2 separate regions of the Capra hircus genome follow, and region 1 is linked to region 2. A link is a contact called in public Hi-C data. All regions are on one chromosome and are shown on one strand. Each heading gives the region's core, a stretch centred on a gene start, on an enhancer-like site or on the middle of the called end of the contact. The rest is flanking DNA. Distances are from core to core; before and after follow the strand shown. Region 1 holds the start of HS1BP3 (HCLS1-binding protein 3). Region 2 has its middle 83 kb from the start of APOB.

Region 1 (6,766 bases), core at 2,234-4,733, 250 kb before region 2:
CAGGCCACCGGGTCTCCATTACCACCATACCCAACTCAGCCACTGCAGAGCAAAAGTGGCCACAGACAGTACATTCAGTTCAGTTCAGTTCAGTTCAGTCGTTCAGTCGTGTCCAACTCTTTGTGACCCCATGAACTGCAGCACACCAGGCCTCCCTGTCCATCACTAACTCCCGGAGTCCACCCAAACCCATGTCCATTGAGTCTGTGATGCCATCCAACCATCTCATCCTCTGTCATCCCCTTCTCCTCCTGCCCTCAGTCTTTCCCAGCATCAAGGTCTTTTCAAATACTTAGACCACCGCATCAGGTGGTCTAAGTATTGCAGTTTCAGCTTCAACATCAGTTCCTCCAATGAACACCTAAGACTGATCTCCTTTAGGATGGACTGGTTGGATCTCCTTGCAGTCCAAGGGACTCTCAAGGGACTCTCTTCTCCAAGGGACTCTCTTCACCAACACCACAGTTCAAAAGCATCAGTTCTTTGGTGCTCAGCCTCTTTATAGTCCAACTCTCACATCCATACATGACCACTGGAAAACCATAGCCTTGACTAGATGGACATTTGTTGGCAAAGTAATATCTCTGCTTTTTAATATGCTGTCTAGGTTGGTACATAAACTTGATTTAAAAAGTGAGTGGGGGGCAGGCTTTGGCCCATGGGTGTAGTCTGCCCACCTATACCCCAGACCAAACTTCCTGAACTGTGATGTGCCTTCCCAGTCATGTCCGACTCTTTGTGATCCCATGGACCGCAGGCTCCCTTGTCTATCACCAACTCCTGAAGCTTACTCAAACTCATGCCCATTGAGTCGGTGATGCCATCCAACCATCTCATCCTCTGTCGTCCCCTTCTCCTCCTGCCCTCAATCTTTCCCAGCATCAGGGTCTTTTCCAATGAGTCAGTTCTTCACATCAGGTGGCCAAAGTTTTGGAGTTTCAGCTTCAGCATCAGTCCTTCCAACGAATATTCAGGACTGATCTGCTTTAGGATGGACTGGTTGGATCTCCTTGATGATGTCCAAAGGCTAACTCTCCCTCTCCTCTTACTCCCAAGGTATCTCATGGCCCCTCTCTGCTCCTCGAGGCTCTGGGACCCCTGCTCTCTCTCTCTCTCGGTTCTCCAACCTCCCTGGCCACTCCTACTCAGCTTCCCTGGATGGTCTGCAATTCTGCCCCAAGTGCCCACCTTAGACCTCTTCTCTCACTCACCTTCCCCAAGGAGCTCAAATATGTTCAAGGTTTTAAATCCCATCTATGAGCCAGTGATCCCTCATTCCTCTCTGATCTGGACTCTCCCCTCAAAGCCACACTCCTCCCAGCTGCCTGCCCGACGTCTTCACTTGGCTGTCAGAAAGCTTCTTAACAAACATGTCCAGACCAATGGTGATTTCACCTTCCTAAACCTGCTCCATCCATAGCCTCCTGGGCTGGTCCACTGCAATACCCCTCTTTCAGGAACTCAAGAGAAGTCTTGTAGTCAATCTTGACTCCTCTTTCTTGCTCTAATGGCCCACATCTAATCATCAGCAACCCCTGAAAGCTCAATCTTCAAAATAGAGCTAGAACCCAAACATTTCTAAGCTCTTCTGCCAGCATCAGCTCTCACGTGGATGACTGCCAGAGTCTCCTGAATGGTCTCCTCACTGCACCCTGCTCGCCTCCCTTCTGCTCAGCACAGCGGCCAAAGGACCTTTCTGGACTCCAAAGCAGGTCCTACCACGCCCAGAGCCTCACTCCAGCCTGGGGAGCCTGTCCTGACTGTCCCCTGCCTCCAAGCCCCCAGATGCGGTAAAACTCTGCACCACATCACCCAACTCTCTGCTGGCTCACTGCACTGCAGTCACACTGGCCTCCTGGCTGGTGCGCAAACATCTCTCTGCCCCAGGATACTGGTTCCTGCTGTCCCCCCTGCCTGGTACCCTGTTTCTTAAGATTTCTCTTTCACTTGTCAGGGATCTACCCAGCTGCCACTCTCTATCAGAAAGACACTCCTGGACCACACCATATAAAACAGCATTCACTCCTCCAACCACCCCATTTCCCTACCACTTTATTTTCCTTTATACCATTTATCATCCCTGGTGCACTATACATTTACCCATCTGCCCCACGAAAGCTCACAGGAGGGACTGTGTGTGGTTCACTATCCTAGAACCGCTCACCTGGCCTTCACCACCAGCACCTGCATTTGTTAAGAAGCCCTGTTCAGGTGGGGCAAAGAGGGAAGCCCCCTCACTCCCTTCCCAGGCTCCCAGCACCAAGCTCACACCCGCACTGGTCTGCCCACGGCCCTGCTCACACCTGCCAACCTCAAACCTCCTATCCGCACAAAAGGGAACAGGCTCAGCGAAAGGAGGTGATTCACACGGCACGAGGGAAACCTCTTCTGCCAGCAAGGACACGACCAGCCACCACGGAGAGGAGACCAAGCAGGTTCTGACATCAGAACCTTAAAGAATCATACTTTTCTAGACCTGAAGCCACAAAGTTGTTCAAATTACAGCCGGAAAAATTTTACATTCATTTATGTAAGAGACTGATGTCTTAGCCTAAGATTTTGTGTAGGGGGAACAAGGGTAGAGTGTGTGGAAACACTTGCAGAGAGTCACTTGACAGATGTGACTAAGGGGGAGACGGTAAAACCAAGCCCACCGCAGCCTTCAGCGTCCCTCATGTACTGAATCCCCCAGGCCTGAGTCAGGGACCCTCTGGAGGCCTCTGCGGTAACTGCACTTTTCCTGGGCTACCTGTTAGGCAGCTGCCACCTGTCCCCTTCCCTTCCCCTGGAGGACCTGGCTTCACGCACCCCCACCTCGCAGAAGCCGGGTCACACCCTGCCCTGTGTTCCCATGGCAACCTAAAGCCGCAACCCCACCCCCCCCACCCCGGCTCAACAGCTGTCCTCCGCCCGTTTCCCCTGACGGGCCGAGCCTGGTCTGATTCACCCCGTCCCCAGTGCCGTGCCCCGGACCTGGCACACAGTCAGCGCTGCCACGATGCATAACTAGATCTTGGAAAAGAAAGGAAGGCAGGTCAGCGGGAAAGGGGTGAGGAGAAACCCCTCTTTGACCACCGTGCAGGATCAGCCAATCCAGGCCTTCCACTAGTCTTGGATGAGTTCGTTACCCTCTAGGGACCACAGTTTCCCCATCTGTAAAACCGGGAAGGGAGGCGGGCGGCCTCTCCCGCAGGGCCGGGGAGCGGCCGAGCCCAGGTCCACGGCCAGCGGCGCTGGGGACGCTGGGCGCCGGGCGGGATCCTCAGGACCCGCCGCCTCCTCCGCCCGGGACACCTAGGGCCGCGGCTCCGGGCCCTCCCGACTCTACGCCGCCCGAGATGCGGCCGGGGCGCGGGGTCTGGCTCACCTGGAGGTGACGAGCACCGCCGGGGACTGCATGACGGCGAGGGGCTCCGGGCGGGGCGTGCGATCACGCGACCGCGGGCGCCGGCGTCGCCGCGTCCTCGCCCCGCCCGCCCCGGCTCGGGCTCGGGCTCGGGCTCGGGCTCGAGCTCGGGCTCCTGCCTGGCCCGCCGCCTAGTGGCCGCGGCGCTCGGCCGGACGCGGCCGTGATTTCCAGGCCTTTCTGGAATTCTGGGCGGAGATTCAGGGCTGAGGACCGTGAGCAGGTCGGCGCTGCTGGAGGCCCCGGCCGCGCCGAGCGCGCTCCCGTCCCGAGCCATCCCGAGGCGCGCGCGTCCTGGTTTGGGTCTGATGGCCCGGCGTTGTTAGAGACAGCGCCCCGTTCACTTTTAGGAGTGCCCCAAGCGTCCCGCTTCCGGATGATAAATCATTCGGTTCTGCTTCCTTGGGGAGAGTTTTGGGGAAACAACCCAACCGTGCACAGGGTCCCAAGGATGCTCTGAGAGATGTTTCCAGCGTCAAACGAGGTCAGAGAACCCATCAAACAAAACGAAACACTCTGTGCGGGGTGATCTAAAGAAACAGCAGTCTGACACAGCCCCCCCCCCCAACCCCGGAGGACTTAAAGGGGCCAACAGGCCCTTCCCAGCAAAAGCTTCTGAGAACTGGGTTTCTTCTTCCTCACTAAAGAAATGTTCTGAACCTTGTTAAAACTGTAAGGAAGACTTTATTCAAGGCTGTTGCAACAGGAGTCAAGACTTTGCCAATGGGAAGAGTTCAGGCTCAGCCCTGAATACAGCAAGGACAGTGGGACTGGAGCCAGGGGCAGGGGGAGGTCAGTGATGGAGGTACAGGGAGCCAACGGTGAGGATCCTTGCTGAATCCTAGCCTGAAGGCAGGCTAGGGGCTTAGAAGACACAAACGGGTGGGAGGGGAGGAACTTGATCAGATACCAAGGGTGATCAGATATCAAAGGGAGAGAGCCTTTCTCAACTGACTTAGCAGGATTCTTGCTGAGACTGGGCTGGGCAGGCCAGAGACAGGGCAGGCACCAAGGTCAAAGGCCCAGTTGAGAAGAGGGCTCAGAGGAGCCTACAGTTTGGTCAAGAAGACGGTCTCTGTCTCCCAAAGTTTCCGTCTCAGAGAGCTGCTAAAATTACCCCCACTCCCTGCTCTCCAGGCACCATCCCCTCCTTTCCTCCTTTCCTAATGACACCTCCTTCCCCATACTGCTCCCTGCCCCCCAGCTCTAAGAATGCTTCTGCTGGACTGCATTCTCCCAAAATGCCAGCCTCCCACCCCTCCTGCACCACCCTGGAACTCTAATCACCAGTGTCCCAGCTCTTTGCAACCACCTGTAAAACACTTGGCTCAGGGCCTGGCTCACAGTGACATCAGAGTCGTGTGAGTGTTTGTGTTGCTAAGTGCTAAGTTACTTCAGTCAGGTCCGACTCTTTGTGACCCCATGGGTTGTAGCCCACCAGGCTCCTCTGTCCGTGGGATTTTCCAGGCAAGAATACTGGAATGGGTTGCCTTTTTCTACTCCAGGGGATCTTCGCGACACAGGGATGGAACCCATGTCTCTTTTGCCTCCTGCATCGGTAGGTGGGTTCCTTACCAGAAGTGCCACCTGGGAAGCCTCCGTTGCTCTAACGTTGAGCAACTAAAATGACAGGTCTCTCTGCTTCTGCTACTAGTCAGAGTTCCTCACAAAGCCACTCTCCTCTCTCCCTCATGACCTTTTCATTCATTCATTCAACAGCTATCTACTGGACTGGGCCTCTGTTTGGGGGCCTGCGGAGGCTCCTGAGCTATTGGTGGCAAGGACACCATGGCCCAGGGCTCCGTCTGTGGACTTGCTGCCTCCAGCTTCCCCTTTCCTGTCCTCTCTTCAAGGTTCTAGCTCCTTCCTACTGTCTGCTTACTCCCCTTTGTCCACTGAGGGTCTTCGGGGAGCCACAGCTTGGTGGGTGATGGGTGTCCCTGTCCTGGCTCCCATGGCCGCCTTTGGGTCCACAGCTGGAGATCCTAACAGGCAAGGTCACAAAACTGTTGGAGCTGAGAGTTACGCTGAGCCTGTGGAGGGTGCAGACTTGAAGCACACACGTCCCAGGGCAAGCACAGGTGGGAGCTGCAAAGAATGGGACCCTGCACCCCCAGGGGAGCTGGTGGCATGTCGGTCACCTGTGCCTTGCAGGCAAATGAACCTCACCCCTGGCCCCAGGCTTCCCTAGTGTGCACTGAGGGGGGACTTGGCACACCTGGCGCCTGCCGAGAACCACTGGTTCCCCATGAAAGAGTGAGGCCATCCGGAGAGCAATCCCATTTTCTGCCTCTGTGGGTCCCACACGCCCCTCTGGGGCTCCAGCGGATAATTGCATACAATGCATGGAATGTGGAATCTAAATTTGATATTTTCTGCTTCCTGCCTGACTCAAGGAGCCCTTTCCATGGCTGAAGCCGCAGTAACGCAAGCCACATTGCAGGGAAGCTGACAGTCCCCCTCCCCACTGCCCGGGGAGGAACGCTCCAGGCCTCAGTCACCCCCTGCCCCAGGGAAGTCGCTGCACCTCAGGGCCAGTGGGATAAGTTAGAGGCACCACAGCCCACAAGGAGTCTTATCTGAGCTCTGGTCAACCTTGCCCTGGTTCCTGGTGGGGTGGGACTTCTGAGGACCTGCTGATTTGTCTCTGTTCTCTATAGTGATGCTTTAGCGCTCCAGTGGGGAGCTGGGGACCCCAAGTCAAGCAAGGCCACCACCTCATCTGTCCCTCAGCAAATGCTCCTGGGCACCGCTCTGGGGCTGGGACTTTATACCAGGCCCAGAGGATGCAGAAGACACAGGCCTCCCTGGCAGGGCTCACACGCCAGTCAGGGACCCTTGGAGATGCCAATGCAAGTGCAGGCCCACAAAGTGTAGAGAAGGGCACACAGCCAACTCATCCAGGGGTTGGAGCATACAGGAGCTCTTCCAAGAGGAGGCGGTGCCAGACTCAGGACATGAAAGTCGGTTTTGTCTCTTTGAGCCTTGGTTTTCTCATTGGTGAAATGGGCATGATGGAAATCTTTAATCCACAGCACTGCTGTTACTTAAATGAGCTCACCTGTGACTGAAATGAGAGGCGATGTATGGCAGACCCTGTAGGTGAGCTAGCCGAAAGCCAGTCATTCCTGTTTGCCTTTTACTACCATAGAGGCTGCAGTCCATGAGGTCACAAACAGTCAGACACGACTGAGTGACCGAACAACAGCCGTAAAGACTAGACAGGTACAGCATGCATGCTGCTAAGGAACCGCAGTCAGAAGATGCTTTGTGACATAATTCTGCCCATATACATGCAAGTTCTGTATGTATATGGGTAAAGGAAAACAAAGAAAACAAATTAGGTAAGAGCTTTACCAT
Region 2 (6,690 bases), core at 997-3,496:
ACAGTCCATCCTAAAGGAAATCAGTCCTAAACATTCATTGGAAGGACTGATGCTGAAGCTGAAGCTCTAATACTTTGGCCACCTGATGTGAAGAACTGACTCACTGGAAGGGACCCTGATGCTGGAAAGGATTAAAGGCAGGAGGAGAAGGGGACAACAGAGGATGAGGTGGTTGGATGGCGTCACTGACTCAATGGACATGAGTTTGAGTAAACTCTGGGAGTTGGTGATGGACAGGGAAGCCTGGCATGCTGCAGTCCATGGAGTCAGACGTGACTGAGCAACTGAACTGAACTGAAAATTCATGTGCTGAGGTCCTAACCCCAGCCCCTCAAAATCTGACTGTATTTGAGTATTTAAATTATCTTTAAAGAGGAAATTATATTAAAATGATGCTGTTTGGGTGGACTCCAAATCCAGTCTAAAACTGATGTCTTTATAAGAAGAGGACATTAGGACACACAGTGGCTTCCCAGGTGGCACTGGTGGCAAAGAACCTGCCTGCCAATGCAGGAGATGCAAGAGACACAGGTTCAGTCCCTGGGTTGGGAAGATCCCCTGGAGGAGGGCATGGCAACCTACATCAATATTCTTGCCTGGAGAATCCCGTGGACAGAGGAGACTGGTGGGCTATGGTCCATAGGATTGCATGGAGTCAGACACGACTGAAGTGACTTAGTACATCACAGGACACACAGGGAGACAGCAGACAGTGAGATGAATCACGTTCAGGACACAGAAAGAAGGCAACCATGCAGAAGCCAGGGGGAGAGGCCTCAGAAGAGACCAAGCTTGCCAACAGCTTGATTTCTGACTTCCAACCTCCGGAGCCTAGAGAGAGGAATTTCTGCAGTGGAAGCCCCCAGTCTGGGGTGATGTATGATGGCCGCCCAGGGAGACTAACTCACGGTGCTCCCCACTGCTCCCCAAACATGCCCTAGGATTTGGTCAGCATTCCTACCCACAGTCCGGCTAGTCCACTCTTTCTCCAGGCTCTGCCTCTGCAACTCTTTTAGCAACAAACAAACAAAACCATGATAAAATAACCCCCTACCCGGGCCTTGTCTTTTAAGGCCTCACCCACATGCCTCCTTGCCCAGTGGGCTCACCGTGGTCCATTGGCTACATGAGTCCCTCTCTTCTGTGCTCCCAGAATTGGTGGAAAGTTCTGTTCTCTCTTCACTCACTGGCCTTCTGTGGGGTGAGTTGAGCGTGTCTATTCTACCCCCTGCATTGTTGGGCCTCTGGGGGCTGAAGCTTGCCCAGCACGTGACAGGTGCTCCATGATGATTTCTAGATGGAACTGCAGCCTTGTCTCTGTGTCCACCAGGTCAAGAGAAAGGTGGGCACCAGTGTCTGCCTGGCATTTTCCAGGTCTTGGCTGCTGGGACCAAAAGCACAGTGTCTGCTCCATCCCCAGAGGGAGGGAGGGGAGGATGCCGCGTTAGAGGTAGGCCTTAATGGAGCTGAAGTTAATGCCTCTGCGGGGCGAAGGAGCAGAGGCTACTTGATCTGGGTTTCTGAATAATTTCATGCCTTTTGACTCAGATGCACAGGAATCCTGTGCCTTGCACACTGAGGGGACTCTAACCGTGATAAAGGCAAAGACGGGCCACATGCCAACACATCAGGCTCTCGGGCTCTGCTCCTCGGGGAAGTTCCTTCCAGGGACCCTACTGGAGCTGGAAGCATGGACGATGGTGCAGTGGCCAAAGCCAGGCCCTCCCTCAGGAGCCACGTGTGTGCCAGGCCACCGTGCTAAGTCACCGGGCCTCCTGTGGTGGTCGTCAAGCGTGGCTACAGCGCTCATGTCTCCACGCCCTGCGGCCTTGGGGAGAAGGGCCCCCTGCAAGGGGAGCTTTGACACCCTCCACTCTGATCTGAACACAGGTTTTTAATTTCCCTGTAATTTGCCCTTTCTCCCTCTCCCTGGGCTGGCTTCCCTGTCATTTCATTTCCTGCACCATTCTCATCTTACAGCAGAGGTGAAGAGAGTTGACCTCTCCTTGCCCCAGAGCTGAATAAAATACAGAACAGATTTTTTTTTTTTTTTATGAATAAAAATAGGCTCGAATACCACCAGCCAGTCACTGTGGGCTCCGCTGGCCCATCTGGCCTCGCTCTCTCTCCCACCCACTGGCCCATAGCACAGGGTCACTGGGAGAGAGGGTGTCAGGTCTCCAGGGCAGAGCCCAAGGGGACTGTGGGCAGGAAGGTCAGGACCATGCTGGAGCGAGGCCAGGCCAGAGGCTGGCGGGGCCGGGGCAGCTGACCAGCTTCATCTTCTCCCGTGAGCAACGGCCGTGAGGGTGGAAACCTCCTCGTGCAGTGCCCTTGCCAGGGGACCAAGGAGGAAAGATCGAAATGTCAACACCTAGCAGGAAAGAAATTTCTGTCTGGAACATTTGGGTCAATTCCAAGAAGGATGCAACTGGAGCCCTTATGAGCAGAATAGAAAAGATTGCAGCTTTAGAGCCAGACGGACCGCACGTCTGTCTGGTCCTCGTTCCTTTGTGGTCGGCTGTGTTATCTTAGACAAGAAACCAGTCTCTGTGAACCTCAATTTTCTCGTCTGTAAAACAGAGACGATGCAGATTCTATAGTTCAGCTGGGAGAATGAGATAAAACAGCGCATTAAAAGTGCTTTGCACATAAAAGGTGAAGCCTGATCTACCTGCATCCTACTTGTCATTCAGGTCAAAGGTCAGATGGGGCTGTCTCTGACACCCCAGCCCCTGATCTAATGGTTGACCAGCTCCAGTCCACTGAGTGTCCATTGGGTTCTCTGCAAAGTACAAATGTGTCCTTGTTTCTTTGTTTATAAGTGTTTTTTTTTTTTTTTTTGGCTGTCTGGCTCCTCCTAGAAAGAAAGCCAGTGAGAGTGGGTCTCTGTGTGAGTGACGTAGAATTGTTTCCATCCTTTAGCCTCAGAATATAACTCCCTAATGGCGGCCTCTTCCTCTCAAGGAACCAGCTTCTAACCCATCTCCCATTAAGATAAAGCTCCATAATCCCCTCTGTGGACGTGGTGTTCAAGAGGCCCCCTCGTGCCACCTGACCATGTCTCCTCTTGTCCTGAAACATGGAGAGATGCCCACAGGGTCCTGGCCCCAAAGGAAATGACCAAAATCCACATTAGCTTCCTTTTGCGGCTGTCATGGATCACCACCACAGGGTGGCTTGACATAGTTCACGCTGATTACCTTACGGGTCTGTAGAAGTGTGATGCTGGGCTAGAATTCAGGCGTCTGCAGGGCTGGGTTCCATTCCGGAGCCTCTAGAGGCAGATGAATTTCCATCTTCTGGAGGCCATCCACCTCCCTCACCTCCTGGCCCCAGCCTAGCCTCTCTCTGACCTACTCACCAGGTACCAACATTCTATGACAAGCAGACAGGTGAGCCCAGAAATGCAGTCCTAGGTGGGAAGTGAAGAGTGGGGTTCTGCAGAGAGCAGGGTGGGAACATGCGTGGCAGGTGATCCCAAGTCACAGCAGGTGGTCCCAAGGGGAGGTACCCAAGTCAGTGTTTGGCTTCACTCCTCCACGAACCTGTGGGGAAGTGCAAAGTCAGGACTGGACCGAATGCATCCTCTTCCTTCTTTTGAAACTCAGTTCACTGCTTTGTGCCTGGTGGACACCCAGTGAATACTGATGCCACTTGCAGTGAACAGGTGCCATCTTTCAGTCGTTTTTGTCTTTGGGGGCCTCAGCTTTGGATCTGTGATGTTATGGGAAGTCAGCCAGCATCTTGGGCGCAGCCCTGGCCTGAGCATTTGAAGGGTTTTCTTTACCGTTATCCACTTGTGCCCATCAGAGGTGAAGAGCAGGACTGAAGTGACAGCCTTACATCCAGCTGTGAGGTCTCACCTGGAATCTCCCCAGACATCAGAGAACCAGATTTGAGACACTGCCCTTGGTTTTAAGCAAGACTTTAGGATCGCTGGGGCATTGATCAGTGAGGGATGGCTTGTCCTTTGAATTTCTTCATAAAATCACATGCTAGGAGCAAAGGGATGAAATCAAGCAACTGAAATACTTGACAGAGTGTCAGGAAGGACTTTCTGGGCAGATCTGTCAGCTGTGCCCCAGGGGGAGGGGGCTGCTGCCAGAGTTGGGGGATATGGGGGTGATTCTGGTCTCCAGCGGAAAAGTTCCCCTTGCAGTGTCCATCTGGTAAGGCCCCTTGGCTCTGAGTATATTGTGCCCTCTGGCCTCGGATTATTCTCCTTCATCCTTACCTTCTTCTTCACTCAGAGCTACAGAATGGGGACCCCCATACAGTTCCAGGAGCCACAGACTGCAGGGGAAGGCTGATCACAGGAATATCTGAAGCCAGAAATTCTGGCAGGGCAGGCAAAGCCTGGGGCTGAACTCTTGGGGGGACTCAATGTTTGCTGAGAGGATGGGTGAAGGCATGATACAGACCAAGTAAGGCTGGATGGTGAATCAGGGTTGGCTTGGTACTTCCCCAGGCCATCATCTTCCTCCTCGGCTGGAAAAGCCCAGCATCGTCAGCCCCTCCTAAGCCTGCAGGACCTGGAATGTACAGGGGAATCAACACAGTAGACTTTATCCTCCATTCTTTGGAGCTCATTCTCCAGGCCACCCTTCAAACCAGGCCTGACAACCAGTTAGTGGGTGGTGAAGTCAATGTGGTGGATGGAGATCCACCTCGCATTAAGAAAAAGAGACACAGAATCCAGCACAGTTGAAAAACTCCAAGTGTATCTCAGGAATAGGGATATTTGTGAAAATGTGCTTCAGTTTTGCGCATGGTTTATAGCATACTAGATGAGGGCTTCCCTAGTGGCCCAGTGGTAAAGCATCTGCCTGCCAGTGCAGGAGATGCAGGCTTGATTCCTGGGTCGGGAAGAGCCCCTGGAGAGGGAAATGGAAACCCACTCCAGTATTCTTGCCGGGGAAATCCCATGGACCGAGAAGCCTAGTGGGCTACAGTTCGTGGGATCACAAAAGAGCTGGATGTGATTGAGTGACTAAATAACAGCATACTAAGTGTGGGTTGCAAAGTGCAATGCATTTCTTACTGTGGGTCAAGGAAAAATGGAGCTTTCCAGGAATCACTGTGGGGGATCCAGCGACCCCTGGGGGGAGATGTTGCAGGTTTGACCAGGCAGCTTTATCAGCTCTAAATAAAGATGCATAAAGCATCCAAAATGTTCCTTTCTGGAGACCTTGGGGGTCAGTGGAGGAGCACTGGCTAGGAGTCACGAGGGTGGGGTTTGAGTCAGGGGGTTGAACTGGATCACAGGTCTCCCTGCGAGCTGTGAGCGCATCGCTAAGCTCCCTTCCCACCTCAGTTTTCTCCTCTCTCAAATGGGGCGGTTCGGTTGTGTCTGTGTGCACTGCTGCCCTCTGGCGGTGAACGCTGCAACTTGCTGCAGCCCTGACTTCAATATGGAATTGCTGATAGGCATGCGGCTTTCCATTTTCCAGGTGAGCCTCACTCCCAAGTGGAGTGTACAGCACCCCCACTTAAGTACTGTGAGTTCTCCAAAAAGACTCCAGCTGCTCAAATGCCCTGCCTGCTGAAAGGCTCTCGTGCGATAATTTACAGTACAGACTTTTCACTCAAAGATCCATTTGTCCATGAATATTGAATGACCCTTCAGAGTGTGTGAAGTTCAGCTATGGGACTATGGGACTAGGATAGCAGTATTCACCAGCCTGGTCAGTTGATAACTTTCCTCACTGTTGGAGCTCATTGTGGGTCACTGCCTGGCTCAGCCAGGTTGAAAGTCAGAATTTCTGGGGTGGCAGCCATGAGGCCCCTGTCCCAAGGTGGTGATGTATCTTCTCGATCTTTGCCCACAGCTGGCCTCCTTCCCTGCAGGTATTTCTACCAAACAAACATCAATTTCCAGGGCCAAGGGCTGAGGCTTCCTTCCCAGGAGAACTACCTTGTAGCCAAATGTGTGATGGGATCCATCTGCTTTGAGGTACTTAGCTGTATGCCAGGCATCTGGATACACCTGCTGGGCCTAAATTGTATTTTCTGAAGCTGCTGTGAGTGGGATCAAACTTTTAGAATATGAACTTTGTCTTGTCACTTTTCTAAACCTCTTCTTTTTGGAATGGTATCAGCACCTATTTGCATCTCCAGTCAAGGCGCTAAGTAAATCATTTAGTCTTTGACTCAACCTCTTGCAAGAAAAGTGGTTTTCTGAAAAATTTCTTACTTAAACAGCATACTGTGTTATTCTGAGATTTATGCCTAGTAAACTAAAAGAGGACTGAATGTTCCTGGCATTGTCTCTGGATTGAGAAATGTCAACTGCTGGCATGAGTAAGGCATCTTCAGATCCCCTGAAGTGAATATCTTGGATCATTGCATTCAACAGGTGCTTAATAATTGTTTGTTAAAAGGTTGCAGAAATGAATGGAAGGAATCGCAGCAGTGGCCCTTCGGATGAAGCTTCTGAGCTCTGCAGTCACAGTGTAAAAACCCCGTTGTTACACAACCGGACAGGGCGGCCTGCAGCCAAATCAGGGGACTTATATCCATGAGGCTGAAAGACGTAAGAAAACAATTGACAAAATGGAGTTGGAGTACATTTCAAAATAGTTATTTGGGTTATTAGATCGCTGTCTTATGAGCGATCTGCGGGCCTGAAGCAGGAGTGTTTTATTTTCAAACAATTCACTTCCCTTCTGACTTCAGGAATCCCCAGGA

What was found. A called contact is a pair of places that touch in the nucleus more often than the background predicts.
Region 1: a contact with region 2 is called in a Hi-C map of blood, with 6 times the contacts expected there. The contact joins the promoter of HS1BP3 here to the enhancer-like site in region 2. A contact is called at or near these places in 3 of 5 Hi-C or Micro-C datasets (blood and liver).

The regions. Positions count from the first base shown.
Region 1 is chr11:77,923,296-77,930,061 of ARS1.2, reverse strand. HS1BP3 (HCLS1-binding protein 3) reads right to left here and starts at 3,483. Exons shown (of 7, transcript XM_018055593.1): 1 at 3,368-3,483. The coding sequence starts at 3,399.
Region 2 is chr11:77,670,292-77,676,981 of ARS1.2, reverse strand. No RefSeq gene overlaps it. Among named protein-coding and RNA genes, the nearest start is that of APOB, 83 kb to the right of the region's middle. Within about 2 kb of position 2,246, at least 1 of the 5 cell types and tissues checked has an H3K27ac peak or open chromatin away from gene starts, as enhancers often do.